Regions from separate parts of the Pan troglodytes genome. Here region 1 is linked to region 2. Evidence: chromatin contacts called from public HiChIP or PLAC-seq data. All regions are on one chromosome and are shown on one strand. The core of a region is the stretch at or near the end of the contact, and the rest is flanking DNA. Distances in the headings are between cores, read along the strand shown.

Region 1 (4,012 bases), core at 1,507-4,006, 750 kb before region 2:
TGTTGCTGAGTAATATAGAAAATAATTTGACAAATGATTCAGTATATCAATTTTTGTAATAAGGAGAACTGATATTCTATAGTGTCTGGAAAACTGGCATGTATATGCTACAAATAATAAAATCATGCTTTAGAACAATATTCATTGTCAAGGGATAGTGTGCTTAACATGTAGCTAAATGGGATACAAAACCAGTATGCACAGTGTCATACATATAAAATACAACAGACTTTGCATATGATTGTGGTTTTCTTCTTTGTGCTTTCCTATATATTTTATATCAAACCTGTATTACTTTGTTAATCATCTCCCCACATTCCTATTAAACCGAATATAAAATAGGGAAAATGTACATGTATGATAGCTTGATAGATTGAAATATTTATTTAAGGTCTGTAACATTTAGCAGGCGGCAGGGCTGACTAGAAGATAAAAGAATTAATCTGGAGCGGCCGGGTGTAGTGGCTCACGCCTGTAATCCCAGCATTTTGGGAGGCCGAGGCGGGCAGATCACCAGGTCAGGAGATCTAGACCATCCTGGCTAACATAGTGAAACCCCGTCTCTACTAAAAATACACACACACAAAAAAATTAGCCTGTCTTGGTGGCGGGTGCCTGTAGTCCCAGCTACTCGGGAGGCTGAGGCAGGAGAATGGCATGAACCCGGGAGGCGGAGCTTGCAGTGAGGCGAGATCGCACCACTGCACTCCAGCCTGGGAGACAGTGTGAGACTCCGTCTCAAAAAAAAAAAAAAAAAAAAATTAATCTAGAGTATTGGAAACAGCCTACCTCCCACGGCTATGTGATGAACAAATTACATAATATATGTAGAAATGCTGTATGAATCACTATTTGTGTAGTTACAAAGCTTAATCCCTTTGTCATCCTCTATAAACTCCATGAGGACAGGGAATTTGTTTACTAGTATATCTTCATTAGCCATCACAAAACGTGTTCAATAAACATTTGGCAAATATATAAATATTTTGTTTGGTAGCAAAAAATTATTTCACAGGAGAAAACTACCATTAAATGATATGATGTCTCTACAGTTCCCTCAGGTTAAAATCTGAATTCCTGTCATTCAAGATTTACTCAATCTAGTTGACAATGTACTTTTCTGCCCCCCAAATATTCACACAACATCTCCTCAAACCACCCAAGGACACTATCTCCTGAACTATTGATGCCTTCCTCCTCTCTCTTAAGTCTTTTAAACGTCCAACTCAAATCCAGAATCTTCCTTTGATCTATCTTAACACATGCTTATTAGATGTCTCAAACTGCTAATTAAAAAAACAAAACTTTAAAAAATACTTTATTCATTTTTGCATTTCTGTCCCCAGGGACTAGGACAGTCCTTTGAATATGGTAAATATCCAATAAATACTTACTGATTTAATTATTTTTCACATCATTAGCTTACAATTTTTATTACAATGAAAGTAAATCAATTTCCTAAAATTCTTCCCTTGCCCCATATCGAGGTGCAATTATTCAGTAATTAAAAAATATATCTCCAATAAATGCAGCTGGTCATAAAAATTATTTCAGTAATATCACAATCTACTAGAAGAACCAGGAACAAGTAGCTAATTTTCCAATTCCAGTTATCTACGTTACGGATTACGCTTTGTTATGACTGCAATTCCCTGGATTTCTCCCCTCTTCCGCCCCCGGGATCTTATCCAATTGATAAGGTTAAAATAATGGCTATTATCCTTCTGGCTTCAAAAGCCTAGTGCTCTTCGTTCCTTAAATCATTTCATGTGTAAATTCGGTGCTTAGGAAAGACTGTGATACAACATCTAAGAAGCTACATTTAGAGTTCAGTTTTAAAAAAATCGAGTTCTTGGCTGGGGAAGTGCCCAGGTGCAGGTTTGTTTTGTGGTGAGCGGTTCGCGGGGCCAGGTGCAAGACGCTCAGAAGTGTTTTTGGGTGTCGCTGGCCAACTATCTCCACATAAACTCCGTTTGTTTATTTGACAGCGTTACTGCAGAGGGGAGTTAAGTCCAGCGCCACTCAAACCAGATTTGTAGAGACTTAAAACTGCTTTGTCTGGTTTTTTTTTTTTTTTTTTAATCATAAAACCACCCAGTTGGATCCAAGGCAAATTTGTCACCTACTTCAGGGCCCCTCTGAGGGTCAGAAAGAATTATGAGCGGATTTGAACGCACGGCCCAAATAAAAGCAAACGCACGGAGACTTGCGGACTTGACAATTGTGAGAAATCTCTTAAAACTCGCCTGTGGAGCGGTGGGCGAAAGCCGCGGACGCCAGCAGTAGTCGAGGCCCCGGCGCGGACGGCAGGGAATGAAGTCGCCTGACTTTTCCTCAGGGTTTTGTTTTTCTGTCACGGAGGTACAAAAATAGCAAAGCAGGGGTGGGAAGTCTCCTGGCCGTGTTTTTTTTTTTCCCCCTCGCCACGGATGGCACTGGGAAAGAGAAGGGAGGAAGCGGGAGCTGCACGGAACCCGTCCCGAGGGAGCCGAGATAAACCCTGCACCAGACTTAAGGGCATCGTGCTCCTGCCACTTCCAGAACACTCCGAGCCGCTTCTGCAGGCCCCGCCCCCTGCCGGGGTTTCCCCGCCACCCGCTTCATTTGCATGGCGCTGCCCCTCCCCCGTTGCCATTGGCTAGCGCCGGGCCCCGCCCACTGCTCCCAGACCGCGGCAGGGTTCCGTCCACCCGAGCCGCACGGAGCTGCGGGCAGCGGGCGGACTGTTAAACCGCGGCGGCGGCGGCGGCGGCCGGGGCGGGAGCGGGGCGCGCTCTGGAGACGAGTCAGCGGCGCCCCGGGTGGGGGAGGCGGGCGGGCAGCTAGAGATCACCTCAGCAGCCCCCACCACGGCCGGACCGAAGGTGCGGCGGCGGAGGGGAGCCAGGGCGCCCCAGCAGGCGAGTGGCCGGCGTCTCAGCGGCGGGATGACGGGGGTGGGTCTTCCCTCTTGGGGACGGCGGCAGCGCGGGGAGGGGAGAAGACTGCCGGGTGGACTTGCGGGTCAGGCGACCGACCGGCAGCCCCTTCGCCCCCCGAATCCTCTGGGCTGCTGGACTCTGGTCTCGGCACGGGATCGCGCTCTAGGGCGGGGGTCTGACCGCAGCCAAATTTAAACGGCTAAACCTAACAGCCTTGGCAGCTGGGGAGGGAAGGGGTCTAGGGAGGGGTGGGGGCGGACCTAGACGCCGGTCACGTGGGGGGTGGGGCTTGGCAGACCTCCCTTTTGTTTTGGCTGGCGCGTGCGCAGAAGGCAGAACACGTGGTTTCCTGGACCCGCCTCTTGCCTCATCGGCTGAGCCTCACCCATTGCGGGTGTGGTGACGGCTCTTTTGAGGCGGCTCTGAGGCGGAGCCCACTGGATTTGATGAGACCCCTATTTTATTTATTTCACACTTTCAGGAAAACGTAGATTTGGGCTTTAGAGTTAGATGGGATAGAGCAGAATCTAGGGGATTTTTGAGGGACAGTGCTTCCAAGTTTGTGTCACCGGTGTGCTGAGGAAGGGACCGGTCTTGCTGGAAAAAGTCAGATTGCGTGGTGTTTGGTAGCAAGAAATACCAGGCGGTATCCTGGCCGTTTCAGAAACCACAGGAAAGGAAAGAGGCTGGCTTTGCAGTCGGGAGGGCAGGCACTGGATGGACGTTCTTGTAATGTTTTCTTCTTACTCTGGGAGAGTCCGTTTTTGTTTGTTTTTTTGTTTGAACTGTGGTAAGCACATTCCGTTTTTGATTCCCCAAACTTCAGGACATTCATGTTCTGGCGAGGTTTAGGAGACAAACTTCCTTCGTCTTTAGCCAGTTTGCTTAACTTCATCTGAGTTTGGGTCAGTAATAATTTTAAAAATATTGCTGGATGGGGCAGGTTTGTTAGCCACAAAACCTAAGTGAAGTGAGCACTGCAGACAAAACTGGCAATTTCTGACTAGGAAAAAATGACTCTAAAAATAATTCAGTATTGAGAAAGAGGCTTAACAGTGAGTGGTCTCTGCCTTTCCCGTTCTTAATAACTA
Region 2 (4,147 bases), core at 53-2,552:
AATTTTAAAGGGTCTATGTCCTGGAAGCATTGTGCTAAGAGCTTACGACAGATGGCACACAGCAATTGTCACAAACGGGCTTGTTGCTAATGAAAGCTTTTTATTTTCTGACAAAAATCCTGAAGTCCGGATGCCAGGCAGAATAACATTAATTTCCAGTTTTCAAGGATTTTTTTTCTGACTCCATCCATACCCCTCCCCCTATACACACCCAAATATACAGCTCCCCACTCCTAGCCCCCCACACACTCTTTCTTGAAATTTCCATCCTTAAACAAAAGACGAGGTGGGGGAAGGAAGGCAGCCAGCACTGCAGTCCTCCTCTCCCCACCAAAAAAGCCTTTTAAAAAGAAAAGGAAGAAAAGAATAGATGCACTGTAGATTCAGAGGTCCACCCCCAACGTTTAAAAAGAAAAACGACTGTGTGGAAGCTCAACCAGACTCATTTCTTCGTGCCCCGCCCTCCAACACCACCAGGCATTTATTTTTCATTTTCCTACAATTATAAATATCAGTCCTCCTCTCCCAGCTGTTTCTGAAGGAATTACAGAGAAACATGATTTGAAATGGACAAGGCTTCCCTCACTCACTCACTTGCCAGTGTGCAGTTCTCTGCAGCTGGATGAACAAAAAAATCCCCTACCTCGATTTCCTATTTTCCACTATCTTTGTAGAATCCACTCCCCTTCTTTCCACAGTGCAGGTAATACTGGCTTTCGATACACGTATTCTAACCTGGCGTAAGTTTTCAGTTGTTTCAAAGTGGTACCTAACAAGGTCACTCGCTCTTCTACGAAGCCAGGGCTCAGGTACCAGTAGCGTCCGGCCCCCTGCTCCGCAGTGACACCTGGAGAGGACAGGCCCGAATCTTCCGCCAGGTGCACGGCTGGTCACTCGACCAACTACCAGACTGCCTGCTGCGAGTCCCAGAGGACGAGACACAACCCCTCCCCATTCCTCTCTCTTTCTACTCAGAGACCGAGGCAAAAGGAGAGGCGCCCTACATAGAGCCAGAGGTGGGGACGGTCTCTTACCTGGGCGCAGAAACTGGATGCACCCGCGGTCGCGACTGCCACCGCTCACGGACTTAGCGCCCTCCGGAGAAAAAGGAGAGGGGTAGAAGGGTTAGGGGAAGAAGGGGAGGGGGGGGAAAGAAGGAGAAGGAAGAGAAAGAAGCGGAAGGGAAGTAAAGGAAGAGAGGATGCTGCTGCTGCTGCTGCTGCTGCCCAGAGCCCGCGCAGCCCGAGCGCCCGCCCCAGACTGAGAGCGGCGCCCCCACCCGGCTCCCAGCGCAGCAGCTCCGCCTCGGCCCCTCCTCCCCGCCCCGCGCAGGTCCCGCCCCGCGCAGGTCCCGCCCGACTCCGCGAGCCCGTGGGCGGCCGCGGTGGGGCTGGCGCTGCCACCGCCGCAGTGTCCGGGAGGGGGAGCACGACCGCTCTGCCTTCTGCCGCAGCCGCCGGCCGCCAGGCGGGGACCGCGAGGTGGGAGCCTCGGAGAGCCCCGCCCAGCCGCTGGCGCGGGCCTTCTCCAGAGCCCTGGTCCCCTCCCGCAAGGCCAGTGCCCGGGCGGCGGGACAGGCGGGCCTTCCTCACTGGCGTCCTTGGAAAATCGGGGGCAGCAGCTTTAGTCTCTCGGGAGCAACCTCCGCAGACCCCCTGCTTCCCTCCCCTGTGTCGCTATGAGGCGGGGTTGCCAGTGGCACCTCACCAGGAAAGCTCACTGGCCTCGCCTCACAAACCCAACCACAGGTGCATCCAGAAAAGACAAAGGAATGTGGGGCGCTTGAGAACATAGAACAACTCTTGTCAGCACTAAAGGAGCAATGGCTGAGGGAGTAGAGAATTCTAGACCCAGCTCTGTCACGAATTAGATTCATTCATTTATTGAGTCAACGAATGTTTATTGACACCTACTATGTGTCAGGCACTCTTCTAAGCATTAGAAACATCAGTGACAGACCTTTCCCCCAACCCTAATAAAAAAGATCCCCTCCCTTTATAGTTATTACATTCTAGATAGCCAGACGTATGCTCTAGAGACAGTTCACTTAATCTAACTCTCAGTGTATTCATGTGTCATATGAGAACTAAAAATGACAGCCCAATTCTCTTATGCTTAAAAAGATAATGAATATGAAGGATCTTTGAAGAATGATACAAATACAATGAATTAGAAAGCACGGAAAGTGTTGACCTTGAAATATCACCCTTAAAAAAATTGCCTCTTAAATGCTTTTGAAAGTGAAATGACCACCTGAGAAAACAAATGATTCTTTACCATTCGTACTAAGGAGTATGAATCTTCATAATCAGAGAGCAGCATTTTATTGTAAGTAAGAAAAGTAAGATGCAACTTAGAATTACTGCGAGTGTCTATATCAAGTACTGACAAGGTGTTTTTAAGGTCAGCCAACATACTGAGGTGTGGCTTGTACAGTCTTCACAGTGCTGATGAAACAGCAGCCATAATGTGGTTCTGTCACTTAAATTAACCATAGAATCTTAGAACCTAGAACATTAGAGTTGATGTTTTAGGCAGCTGGTCTAATTTCCTCCATTTTCAGATGGAAAGAGACCCAATGGTGGGAGCCTGCAAGGATTAGAAACCATCACAGAGGAAGCTGTGAAGCCTGGCCTCCCCAGTCACACCCAGTGCTCTGTGTCCTGCCTCCCCCGCTCTGCTTCATACCATGTGCCAGTGACGCTTGCAGTGAGTTTGGAAGTATCAAGGCACACCCAGGAGCTGGGAGGTTGGAGGAGTTGATGCTCCTCCTCGGAAGATGGCCTGATTGAGAAGGAGGTCTTAGGAGACTAGGAAATCATAGACAGTATGTGGATGGGAGGAAGGAGTAGGCATACTACCAGAGTGTTAGCAGCTGACATTCATGACCAGGCATGCAGGTGCAGGTGCTCAATGAGAGTAATTTTCCAGGGCCAGGAGCGGTGGCTCACACCTGTAATCCCAGCAGCTCAGGAGGGAGTATCGCTTGAAGCCAGAAGTTTGAGGGTACAGTGAGTTATGATTACACCACTGCACTCCAGCCTGGGTGACAGAGTGAGACCCTGTCTCTAAAAAACAGCAATAAAAAGAGATTATTTCTCCGATAGTTTAAAGTACAGTGTTCCTCAGCATTTTTTGTTTTTGTTTGTTTGTTTGTTTTTTCCTCCACTTTAAGATTAGCTGAGGCAGCTAAACTCTAATGGCTTTTCTCTTTGGGGAACCTGGTCCTTATATGGGAGATTGCCTCCTCTCAACACACATCTTAGAGTTCTTTCAGAAAAATAGCATCCATATGTTGTAATTCAATAGAGAGAATTTAATATGGGGAACAAATTACAAAGGATTCAAATGACTAAAAAGCCAACTAGGGGATGATGAGGCAACACGATGATAGTTACTAGCAGGAAAGTACTACCACTCTCAGGCTGGGGAGTGCTAGAGAGGAGGCTTTACCAGGAATGAGGAGCACAAGCTACATTAAAGGAACTGAGACCACAGTGGAGATGCTTACTGGGAGACAGATAATGCTGGAGGGTCCTCCAAAAGCTGAGAGTGAAAAGAAATACCGTGGCCCTCCTTTAACCTGTATTTCAAAACCCTGTCATTGGGTGAACCTAGAAGAAAGTCAGTTGACAAAGCAGCCTAAGAAATACAGTTTGCAGGAGTCAGTGCCCTGGGATGTCAAACAACTTTAGGAGGGGACTCCATATGTTTAGGCTTCTGGTTTAAGGAGGGGTCTTTGTGTTGAAGTGAACTTTTTTTTTTTTTCCCTCAGCAAAGCATCCCTTCCTTAGAGGAATGATCCTTTTCATATGATTCCCCATATGCTAGTAAAATGTGTGCCTCTCTTCTCTTTCTCAGAGGTGGACATGTGACCCTGGCTAACTCTATAGTAGAACCTGTTCTCCTCATGTATAGTGATTGATACAGGGTGGTCATATGTCCCAAATATTTCCAATCAGGCTTTTTTCCATGAGATGTGTCATATGAACAATAGTGAATTGGATGGTATAGGTATAGAGTTGTCAGTGACTGTATTTCCTTCCATGCAGAAAAGCAGTGCTGAGAGATGGAGAAAGAACCCTTGAAAGACTCCATGGATCCTGCTACGTCTCAAGGTAGAAATGCCATTTTTCAAGCCAATAGA

The links. HiChIP or PLAC-seq counts read pairs in DNA pulled down with a chosen protein or histone mark.
Region 1: an H3K4me3 HiChIP or PLAC-seq map of stem cell-derived excitatory neurons shows a contact between it and region 2, with 3 times the contacts expected there. The contact joins the promoter of KANSL1L here to the promoter of MAP2 in region 2. A contact is called at or near these places in 1 of 7 Hi-C or Micro-C datasets (stem cell-derived neural progenitor cells) and 1 of 1 datasets of contacts at active chromatin or transcription factors (stem cell-derived excitatory neurons).

Annotation. Positions count from the first base shown.
Region 1 is chr13:112,411,523-112,415,534 of NHGRI_mPanTro3-v2.0_pri, reverse strand. KANSL1L (KAT8 regulatory NSL complex subunit 1 like) reads left to right here and starts at 2,756. Exons shown (of 15, transcript XM_009444180.5): 1 at 2,756-2,864.
Region 2 is chr13:111,661,754-111,665,900 of NHGRI_mPanTro3-v2.0_pri, reverse strand. It overlaps MAP2 (microtubule associated protein 2), which reads right to left and starts at 1,302. Exons shown (of 13, transcript XM_063790721.1): 1 at 1,035-1,302.